Linked DNA regions of Mus musculus: region 2 is linked to region 1. A link is a contact called in public HiChIP or PLAC-seq data. All regions are on one chromosome and are shown on one strand. Each heading gives the region's core, a stretch centred on a gene start, on an enhancer-like site or on the middle of the called end of the contact. The rest is flanking DNA. Distances are from core to core; before and after follow the strand shown.

Region 1 (5,870 bases), core at 1,530-4,029:
ACAGGGTTTCTCTGTGCATCCCTGGCTGGAACTAACTCTGTAGACCAGGCTGGCCTTGAACTCAGAGAGATCCGCCTGCCTCCTGAGCACTTCAATTAAAGTTGTGTGCTACTGACACCCTGCCAAGTAGGGAAGTTTTAATAGAGTGTACAGAATTTTTATTATGGTGATAGGAACCTTATATTTTATCCAAGAGGTCAAGCCCTTCCATTTTCAAAACACCCATTAAAACCTCATTTAAAGGGGCTGGAGAGATGGCTCAGCAGTTAAGAGCACTATCTGTTCTTTCAGTGGTCCTGAGTTCAATTCCCAGCAACCACCTGGTGGCTCACAACCATCTGGGATCTAATCCTGTCATCCAGCATGCAGGCATACACGAAGATAGAGCACTCATATACATAAAATAAGTAAATCTTAAAAAAAACAAACAAACCCAAAAACCTCATGAAAAGACAGTGTTATTTGTGCAGTAAGCCGGAACCGGAAGTTGTAGGCAGAAGACTTCTCCAACTCACCAGTGCACTAAATCTGGGCTGAGATAGGGACACAGACTTGTGATATCCCGGTAGGTAACAACCTTACAGTAAAGCTCTTTGGCCCTGAAGGCTAATCAGGCTAGTGGATGGGTGGGTTATAGGGCTCTGTGATCTCAGCTGTCGCAGAGCATTTCATACAAAATCTCCTAAACCCATTGCAGGTTGATGTTGTCCTGAAAGAGATGGCCACACTATAGCTTTCCACACCTGCTTGGTTTTAAGCACTCCATGCAGGGTGCCCTACTCGGCACAGCTGTAACCATTGGAGTGCATTCGGAACCATTGAGAGTTTTCAACTGATTATGATTTGTGAATGTGGCTATCAGCTAGAATGGCTGGTTGGGAAGCCATGGAACGAAAGCTTGAGGAGAGCGCCATCTTGTGGACTTTACGTGTAGCATCGTGACTACATTGAGTTCAACTTAACTTGCTAGAAGTAAGTTTTTAAAACTTGGAAACAGAACCCATTTCAGCTGGATTCAACAGATCCCATGGAAGTGAAGGCATTGCGGTGGGAACTAGATCCTTGGAAGGCAGATCCAGGGTAGACCCGAGGTTCATTAGAACCTGCAATCTCTTCATTATTTCCAGCTGGCTTTATACACCCATCAGGAAGATAGATTGTTGCCCCAAACCACAATTTCAAATCAAATAGCGTTTTCATGTTGTGACTCAGCTATATAGAGAAAAAGCTTAAAGACTCTGGCCTCACTGGGTCACAGGTTAGTCATGCAGTTGGGTGAGTAGGACTCCATGGTCACCCAGCGCCTATCCCCCGTGATTGGGGGGACAGGAAACAGGGTAGGCTATGTTACCCCAGGAGGAGTGGTTGTAGTGAGAATATTTGCTGGGAAAGTGTGAAACCTTTAAAGAGTAACCCGTCCTGCTTTGTTCCAAAGGCCCAGCTTTTCCCCAGGCACGCTGTTCTGAAAGATCCTATCTTCCATTGTTTTCCTGAGGGCAACACAAGAGCTCACCCCCCCCACCCCCCCCCCTCCCGCCGCTGCCACCGAGGAGAGGACTCAAAGGCGCAGTGAGCTACTCAACAGGAGTCTGGGTTTTCAAGATGCTGTGTGTTCCCCAGGGGTCCAATACAGCATCCATTCCTGGTCCTCGAATCCGGGTCCACTAAGGAAAACTCTTGGGGTGGGAGTGATGGCTTCACAGTCAAAGAGCACTGGCTGCTCTTGCAGAGGACTGGGGTTTGATTCCTAGCGCCCACATGACAGCTCCCCACAGTCTGTCATCAGTTCTAGAGCACACTTCTCTCCTCTTCAGGCAACAGGTACATACCAATATGTGCAGGCAACACACACACACACACACACACACACACACACACACACACACGGGGGGGGGGGATAAAATAAATAAATCTTTAAAAAAAGAAAAAAATGACAATAAAGTCAATTTGTTTGGATAAATGTGTTTCGAGTTCATATGACAACATATCGTTGAAAAATCCCCAAAAGATTCCTGAAGGAGTCTTGCTTTATTGGGTCAAAGGTTTACAAGAGGTTCCCTCGTCTGATTTGTTGTTTCAAAGAATCAGCAATTTGAGACTCAAGTACCCAACAAGTATTGCTGTAGGGTCAAGGAACCTGCCCTTGACTTCTGTGTGTTTAAAGACGGGAGATATAGTCATAGTTCCATAGTACGCAGTATTATGGAGCTGGGATTGCGTCACAGACCACACACACACTTTGCTTAGAGCATTTACAGGAAAGGGTGTGTCTTTCATAGCTGGAGCTTTGAACTCTGAAGCCACTGACGTAGCAAACCTCATTGACAGAGGATAAGGAGCCTCCAGACTCAGGGGAACGATTTGGATTGATTTCAGATCAGAAGATACTTAGCAACGACTTGTCCAAAAATACGGGTCATTTTCTTCTGTGTGCTTATCACCATCATTATTTGCTTCCGTCTTTTGTACAAAGCAGAGTCTGGTCGGTGTGCCTGAAGGCCAATTTATCTCAAAGAAGAATATTCAAATCGATTTGCATCATTCAGTGCTAGTTTTGAAGCTCGTTGTCCTGTTGGCAATTCTAAAGCAATTTAAAGCAAAACCAAATGCGTTATCTTTAAAACATACGTTCAGTTTAATGATTGGGAGGGATGGATTGGCAGTGCACCGATGGAGGATGGGTTTCGACTTGCGATTAACCAGGCCTAGTTCTGATGTCACTTTTATTAGTGGAGTGACTTCTATCAAACTCCTTGACCTTTAGAGGCCTCTGTTTCGCCATCTGAGTAATTAGGGGGAATACAGACCTTTGTGAGCATTAAATAAATATGCAATAGTTTATCACAGAGCAAGGGTTCAATAAATGTTTACAATGAAAATCAGAACAAACACCGTTCCTATTTTATAGGCAGGAATTATGTGGTTAAAAATCTATTAATGACAAACAGAATATCGATTTAATGGCCGTTACTCATACTATTGATTACTGTGGTCTTCACTGGGGACCAGTGTCATCTGGGGTTGAGTACTGAGAACACAGAGATTAAAATTTTAAAAACAATTTATTATATCGAGTGTGGTGTTGGGGAGTTACTGACCTAGGAAAACACAGCTCGCTGAGCGGAGGGTTGACACGCGATAGGGTGGGGGCGCTGTTTCCTGCTGTAGCGGGCTTATCTCACCAGCAGATGGCGCTCCTCTGTCTGGCCCTTCAATGCCCCTTCCTTGTTCCTTTCAGGGGGAATATCACTCACATGTAGGAGTCACTGAGACAGTGTGGCTCAGTCGCTGCTTTCTTCCCCGAGGAAGCCTGTCTTCTGGAAGCTGGCAATTTCCCCGTAAATATAATTGGCAGGTCCCGTTTTTCACAGGCTCACCTTGGTCACTGCTACGTGTGATTCAGGACAATTTGTGGGAAAGATAGATGCCATTTATTAAACTTTTTCAAATCACAAAGTTCTGTTACACACCTTGGGGAACATTCTAAAAGCCCAACTAGAATATACCTCAGAGTCATTTATTGCAGGGGCAGTGTGTGTGTGAATGAGTGTGTGAGTGTGTGTGAGAGTGTGTGTATGTGTGTTTGTGTATGAGAATGAGTGTGTGTGTGTGAATGTGTGTTAAAAAAGCAACGTCATTTATTTACCAGTCCCCATGCCTCACTGATTGAAGGTCATTTGGACAGTATTAATGCTGATGCTGGGTCTGGGGGAGATGGTGGGCAAGACTGCTTCCTTCGCCACCACGAAGATTTGAGTATGAATCCGCAGTACCTGTGTGAATAGCCAGGCATGGCTGCATGCTTGTTACTACAGCATTAGGGAGCAGAAATGGGTGGACCCTGAGCGCGGTCTTGCCGTGGAAGCCTAGCTGACATTGGTAAGCAGAAGTCCTCAGCTAGGGAAATACTGATCTTCAGTGTGAAAACCATGTGTGTTTAGCATTTACTGTTAGAAGTATGAGCTATGTTAGGCACTTCCACTCTGGAGTTCCCTGGCTCTCTATTTCCACCATCGAATGTACTTTCTTTTTATTTATTTATTTATTTTTTAAATTTTCTTCGAGACAGGGTTTCTCTGTAGCCCTGGCTGTCCTGGAACTCACTTTGTAGACCAGGCTGGCCTTGAACTCAGAAATCCGCCTGCCTGTGCCTCCCAAGTGCTGGGATTAAAGGCGTGCACCACCACGCCCGGCCGAATGTACTTTCTTGTTTGGGCTTTGCATTCTCTTTCCTAAGCTATAAACTCTGTGGGCAAGGCAAGATCCAGATGGTTCAGTATTGAGAGAGTAAACTAGCGGACCAGTTAATATACGTTGAATTAGTGTTCTTATCAGGAATAAGTAAATATTCCGAGTAGAAAAAAAACCCCTTAGTTTCATAATTACTATGAAAACTTGTGTGAGTGTTTAGTAAGGAAAATACATTTACCAAACATGGAACAATATTTCCGAGACATTTAACACAGGAACGAAATGCTTAAGCAAGGCCCATCTGGAGCCAGTGTGGGCTTGAAGGAAATGGTTGCTTTTTACAACTTTGTGGTCTAAGGAAAAAGGTGGAGAGCATACACTTTTTGTTTTTATACAAATATTGTGAATGGGCAGTAGTTTTCTCCAAGGTAAAATGCAAAAGAAAATTACTGTAAGGACCGGGGACGAAGCTAGTGGCAGATTACGTGCCTCGACTGAGCAAGGCCTTGGTACCAGTCCTCTATACCACAAAAGGGGGTTAATTACATCTGAAGTCTCCCCAATCCGTTCTGTTTGTGTACATACTTGGGAAACTTTCAGTCGGAGGGAATTCAGCTGCCCATGAATTACCTGGTAGAGGACATGATGATGTAATGCAACAATTTTGCCAGTAGGTGGCAGCAGAAGATTTTTTTGAGTTAAAGAGTTCCCAACACTATTCTCGAAATAGCAGACCAACTTCGATAGAAGTTTTAGCATCGGATAAGCAAAAAGGAAGGAAAAAGACCAACCGACTTTCCCATAAGCAAAAGACAGATGGAAATACAGTTGCCATTTCAGCTGACAGCGTCCTGGAAAAGAAACACCCAGGAGGCTGCTAATTCGACAGAGCTTGTCTGTCTGGTGCAGCCTGGGTGTTGAAAGCCTATTCTGAAAAGACACAGGCCTGCAAAGTTCTGATGTAATGGAGAGTGGGCATGCTTTGCTAAAAAGTCAAGAGCTGCTTGAACGACTAGCTTTAAGGTAAACTATGATGCCCGAAAATTGCTAAATTGCTGTTTTGAAACGTACATAGTAATCTATTTGTAATTGGACAATTGGCTCATCTTTTTCTCGTCTTTTCCTTTTGTTTCTCCCCGTCCCCCTCTCTCTGAGGGGTCACATGTAGCCTAGATTGGCTTTGATGTTGAACTCTCTACATGGGTGAAGGTGATTTTGAGTTTATGATCCCCCTGCCTCCGTTTCCCAAGCTCAGGGATTACGTGTGTATGTCACCACTCCTGCTTAATGTGGCATTGAGGGTTGGAGACAGGACTTTGTGTGTCCTGGGTGGGCACCTTACCAACTAAGCTGCATCGTAGTCTGGACGAGTCGCTTAATATTTCAGTTGAATCTAACAAACTGTTACTCTGAGTCTATGCAGGGCAGGCAGGCAGCCAAATACCGGAAACCCATGGGCTCTGCTTCCATTCCGTGCTAACCTTTAAGACATTTTTTCTTCTTCTTCAGGGAGACCCTGCTTCTTCTCCATCACAGCAGGGGACTCTGTCTGAGGGACATGGTTCGAGGAGAGGAGCTCACATGTCCTTCGATCTCTCCACAAGTCCTCCCTGTGGAGGGATTTTGTTCAGTCTGGTGGTGACCAGAAGAGGAGCAGCCGACCCAGATGTGTGCCATCA
Region 2 (5,773 bases), core at 734-3,233, 330 kb after region 1:
ATAAATGTAATAATGATTGCCTATGGAGAGGCTAGGCCAACAGGCTTGGTGCCAACAAGCTGATGCCAATGTCAGCACAGAAACATCAACTCTAATACAATGCTATTGATATCAATGGTTTAGTATTAGAGTAATATCATTGGCACCAGTTGAAAATGGACCTGCAATCAATCGGTTATCTGACCCCCCTGGCTCAGAACTACTCAGCCCGTGTCTTATGAGTACTGAAGCCTGTGGTAAGTCTGCATATGGGGAATACATAAGCATTCAATGGTACTAATGGAATCCATGCTTTGTACCATTTCTTCCAAGCAATTATTTTAAATTTTGCTTATTTTAAATTTAATAAATCAGTATAGCACGATATGTCATGGGGAGGCTGGGCTTTTCTCATTTTAACCCACATGTGCTCTCAGTTCTGGGACAAGAAATATAATTTCATGCATTTCTACTGGTTGTTGTTGTTGTTGTTGTTTTAATTTTCTCATGGAAGCACAATGAGATGCTAGCCCTGGTGTACTTACTAAATTTATTACAGAATTCCTTTTCATCTGGCACGTGACTCTCATGTTCACTTGCCAGCTTGGCCCTGGCTCCGACTTTAGACTATCTCCTAAAAGCTTTCATATTTTCATGAGAATGGCACAGTCACAGATGAGCTGGACTTGAACAAGACATAAAACAGATCTTCAGTCTAACTCAGCACGACATAGCACTGCTGTGCTGCTGCTGTGAGTCACGTTAGTGGAAGGATTTAGGCAGGTAAGTCCTCCATAAAAATTCTTCTCGTGCTCTTCAGCTCCAGGATGCTGGATTTTAAGAGTAATTGTGATATTTTTCCAAGATCTAGATTTAAAACTCTGTGTCTAATATTGGTTTTGAAGGGCATTTGCCCAGTGGCCTACTTCTGATTTAGGAGTAATTCTAGGTCATGAGCATTGCCGTAATCCATCATTGAACTTCTCTAGGACAGAGACCCCTACATGCATCCTAAGGCTGGTCCAGTTCTTAATCTCCATTCTTTTCTTACATGGTATGGATATCACATTCTCTTTGCTCTTCCACACAACTGTATTATCTCTATCTCATTTTACATATGCCCTTAAATACTTTAGGTAAATTTCCCTGTTGTCATCATTGGAGATTTAATGATGGGCATAAGATATAAGAGTCTGTGTTCCTCCACCACTGAAGAGATGCACCAATGTAAAGGTCCTTCACCATCACCATACTTATAAGTAACCATGAGAACACAAGCTCCAGAAAAAACAGTGAGAAGGTTTAAATGGAAAATGAAATGTTAGAAACTCACATTTTTGATAGATTTAAAATTGTGTGGGAGAGGGAAAGGCATCAACAAAACTTTAGCGAATATCAATTAAATTATTTCACTGCAGTGATCAGAGAAAGAAAGAAAACAAAGACACCTAAGGCATCAAAAATGTTCTTTAGTGATTGAGCCCCAGAAAGAAAGGAAAGAGAATTTCCTTGAAGAAATAATGGATGAAAAAAACCAAATGTGATCAGAGCAGTGATACATAAGACCCCAGTTCAGCAGACCTCAGAAGGGTAAACAACAAGGTCAAGAAAGCCATGCTGAGGTATTGTCACAATCAAATTATTGAAAACTGAAAATACGAGGTGAGAATTCCACACCAGCTCAACTGAACTGTAAAAACACAAGATGACATCTACAGCTGAGGGGACTTGTAGCTGAGGAGAAGGAGGAACCTCAGGAATGTCATGTGTGTCATTAAATACTGAAAGGGAGTCTTTGTTTAGCATTGTAAAATTTATATAGATGAGAATAAACAAAAATAAAATATTAGGGTGCGTTTTACAACACACACACAGACAATAAAAAGTCCTCAGATTTAGTGTGGCCATGACATTATTTATGACTCCGGTCTCTGTTGACCCTAATGATGACTCAGTCTGTGTTGACTGTGATGTGATGACTTGTGTCTCTGTTGATTGTGACAAAGTGACTCAGGTCTCTGTTGATTGTGACATGGTGACTCAGATCACTGTTGACCATGAGGGGATGACTTGGGTCTCTAATGATTCTGATGTGATAACTCAGATCTCTGTTGACTGTGACATGGCGATTCAAGTCTCTATTGATTGTGACATGGCAACCTGGGTCTCTGATGATTGTGACATGATAAATTGGGTCTCTGTTGATTGTGATGTGATGACTTGAGTCTCTGTTTATTGTGACATGGTGACTTGTGTCTATGTTGATTGTGATGGGATGACTCAGGTCTCTGTTGATGTTGACATAGTGACTCGGGTCTTTGTTGATTGTGACATGGTAACTTGGATCTCTGTTGATTGTGAGATGATGACTCAGGTCTCTGTTGACTGTAACAAGGTATCTCAGGTCTTTGTTGATTGTCACATGATAACTTTGGTCTTGTTTGATTGTGACATAGTGACTGGCATCTCTGTTGATTGTGACATGATAACTCCAGTATCTGTCTTGCTTTTGGGCTACTCACTCCATTTGTTCTTACTGACTTTCTTTCTAAGATCACATTTTCAGTCTTTTCTATTACCTTTTATATCCATAATTGCTTGCATCATTTTTTATGTCTCCTCTGGGGATTAAAATGCATACTTTTAACCTCCCATACCCCAATTTGAATGACTATTATAATGCTTATGGGAGAAAGGTATTTGATAAAAGTCACTATTTCTCTATGACTACGTGTTGCTCCAGCAGATGACCTGGAGTTCCCAGGACTCACAAGGTGGCTCACTACTATGTGGAACTACAGTTCCAGAGGATCAGATACCTCCTCTTGGTCTCTGCAGATGTTGCATGGATGTGGTGCACAGACATACATGAAAGGAAAAATTCATGTACATAAAATAAAAATAAATAAATCAAGGACTGTAGAGATGGCTCAGCAGTTCAGAGCACTTTTTGTTCTTGCAGAAGATACAAGTTCCCCAGCACCCACGGTGGCTCACAGCTGTCCACAACTCCAGTGTCAGGGGATTCAGTGCCCTCTTCTGATACCTGCAGGTTCAGGGCACACATGTAGTGCATAAACATACTTGTGAGTAAAACAGCCATACACATAAAATAAAATAAATAGTTTAAAATACCTAAAAATAAATCTTTAAAAGATTCCTGAAATGTAGAAACTGGAAGGAAATTTCTCAATAATAAAATAAGAATCTTAAAATAACATCATGAAGCTAACATTATACAATGGTGAGAGAAATCTCTTCAGATCAGTAACAAAAGAAGACAGGTTTTGTCTTCATTATTTGCATTCAGATTGTATTGGACACTTAAGGAAAATGAAACAAACAAACAAAAAACCCAAAAATATAAAAATGGAAGGGAGTGTGTGGAGGTGAGGAGGAGTGGAAGGACAGTCTGCATGAGGAGAGACTGGGAGGACGAGGACTGATATTGGGATGTAAAATGAATAAATAAATAAATTTTTAAAAAGCAAAAACACCCCCCCAATAAAGGTCATAAAAATTAAGTAAGACCCTGTGATCACATCACAAAATTGTGTTAGTACTCAGGAATCCTCAAAACACTCTTAAGATGAATGAATTAGTCTAGCAAAGTCAAAAGGTCAAAGTCAATACAAAAAAAGGAATATATCTTTCTATAACACTAACCCATATTTTGAGGGCAACATTAAAAAATAGTTTCAGTGACAGTATTATCAACCAGCAAACTATTAAGAAGCAAATACCTAATATATCTGCTGCAGGATATTTGATTACCTTGTGAACCCCAAGATTGTATTATTTACTGGAAAACCAGTTGTGGTGCTCAGCCCTAACAATACATTTAATCCAAGAGCTTTCTGTTTATTTTAAACAGGATTAGATAAAGTCAGCCATACATCAACAGGCCAACCAAGCAACCAGGTGACAGAGAGTGAGCCTAGGAAAAACCATAGAGACTAAGAAGTCAGGAGGACAGACAGGCACACAGGAAGTAGAAGGGAAAGGCATTCAGCTTAAGGAGTTGTTGAGGCAACGAGAAGGAGAGACTGCTTTTCCCTTTGGGACATTGGCTGAGAACTGTCAACTGGGTTTTTTCTCTGCCTCTTTAAGCTATCAGGTTTTCACCCCAACATCTGGCTCCTGAGTCTTTAGTGGTAAAAATCAAATGTTTGATATTTTGTTTAGAACAAGTCCACTATATAAGTTATAAACTTTTCTGAAAGAATTTTAAAGTCCTAAGTAAGTAAAACATGTTTACAAATTCAAACACTGTCAAATTTCCTCACCATAAACAATTTAATTCTAGTCAATGGGAGTAGGTGCAAAAACTCATGGCCTGACATTAGGTGGAGAGTGAGTCTCTATTGAGTTCCTTCCTTCAGACCTCAGGGAACCCCAAGGAAGACAGGAAAGAAAGTCTGTAGGAGACAGAGGGGATGGAGGACATCAGGAGATCACAGCCCAGTGAATCTGCTAAGCAGGACTCATATGGGCTCCAGAGACTGAAGCAGCAGCACAGAGCCTGCAGGGTCTCTGCATATTTGTTACCTTGTTACCTTCTTACATATTTGTTACATTTGTTACCTTGCTAACTTTTGTTATTGTTAGACTCCTAACCGTGGGATTGGGTGTGCCTCTGACTTTTCCTCCTCTTGGGTAGCCTTGTTGGCTTAGGTGTGACAGCTTTTTCCTTGATGTACTGCACGTTCTGCTTTGTCCTGTTTGGTTGTTGTCTCTGAGAGGCCTGAACTTTTCTGAAGGGAAACAGAGGGGGACCTGAAGGAGGGGGAGAGAAGAGGTAGGAGGAGGGAGGGAGCTGGGAGGAGGGGAGGGAGGAAAACTGTGGTCCAGGATGTATTGTATGAGAGAGGAATCTATTTTCAATTTGTAAAAAAGAAAGAACAAAAGATAACAAGGGAAACTGCAAATCTAAAGTAGGAAGGATCCAAAAGAGCCAAAATAATTACAAAAGAATATCCAATTTAGAATTTTTAAATCCCTAACTTTGTGGCTTACCAAAAGTTTAAAATAATGAAACCCCATCATAATGTTATGAAGACATATACACCTTTAGTGGCCTGGCTAGGCAACACCAAAAAAAAAAAAATAGTTCTAGGCTTGTCTAGATACTAAAATTTTCATAAAATTGTTAAATAAATCTAATCAGAAGAGAAATGTGGTTTCAATACATGGATCTGGAAAATATGGTAAGTGTATGGGAAGGCAAGCAGGGCTTCCATGCCATAGCCAAACCTAATTTAGGAGGTGCGCTGGTTCAATTTTGTAAACTTGATGGAATATAGCATCACTTGGGAAGAGGGAACCCTCAGTTGGAAGATTGTCTCCTTCAGACTGACCTGACCTGCAGCCATGTCTGGGGCAGGGCATTTTCTTAATGATTGGCATGAGAGGGTCCAGCCCCCTGTGGGTGGGGCCTCCCCTGGGCAGGTGGTCCTGGGGTGCATAAGGAAACAGGCTGAGCAAACCCTGGGATAAGGCAGTGAGAAGCTTCCCTTTGTCCTTGTGATTCTTGGGTCTCTGCTCCTGCTTCAGCTCCTGCCCTGCCTTCCCTCAATGCTGAAGTGTGACTCCAGGAAATAATTGTAAGCCAAGTAAAGCCTTTCTTCCCCAAGTTGGTTTTGGTCATAGTGATTAGTCATAACAACAAAATGCAGAGTCGAAAAAGACAAGTCAGATCTTTACAAGGAAGAGAAAGCCACAAAGCTTTTGGAATCGCAGAGAATATATTGTCATTGTGAGGCATTGATGTCTTAGTGTGCACAGAAAAAGCCCA

The links. HiChIP or PLAC-seq counts read pairs in DNA pulled down with a chosen protein or histone mark.
Region 2: a contact with region 1 is called in a FOXA1 HiChIP or PLAC-seq map of pancreatic cancer cells. The contact joins two enhancer-like sites. A contact is called at or near these places in 1 of 484 Hi-C or Micro-C datasets (CD4 T cells) and 1 of 115 datasets of contacts at active chromatin or transcription factors (pancreatic cancer cells).

The regions. Positions count from the first base shown.
Region 1 is chr5:100,914,397-100,920,266 of GRCm38.p6, forward strand. It overlaps Gm36740 (a long non-coding RNA gene), which reads left to right. Exons shown (of 3, transcript XR_389418.1): 2 at 5,701-5,870. Among named protein-coding and RNA genes, the nearest start is that of Gm36793, 3.6 kb to the left of the region's middle. Within about 2 kb of position 2,780, at least 16 of the 459 cell types and tissues checked have an H3K27ac peak or open chromatin away from gene starts, as enhancers often do. A contact at or near this core is called in pancreatic cancer cells, where this site is marked.
Region 2 is chr5:101,248,643-101,254,415 of GRCm38.p6, forward strand. No RefSeq gene overlaps it. Among named protein-coding and RNA genes, the nearest start is that of Gm36851, 12 kb to the left of the region's middle. Within about 2 kb of position 1,984, at least 15 of the 459 cell types and tissues checked have an H3K27ac peak or open chromatin away from gene starts, as enhancers often do. A contact at or near this core is called in pancreatic cancer cells, where this site is marked.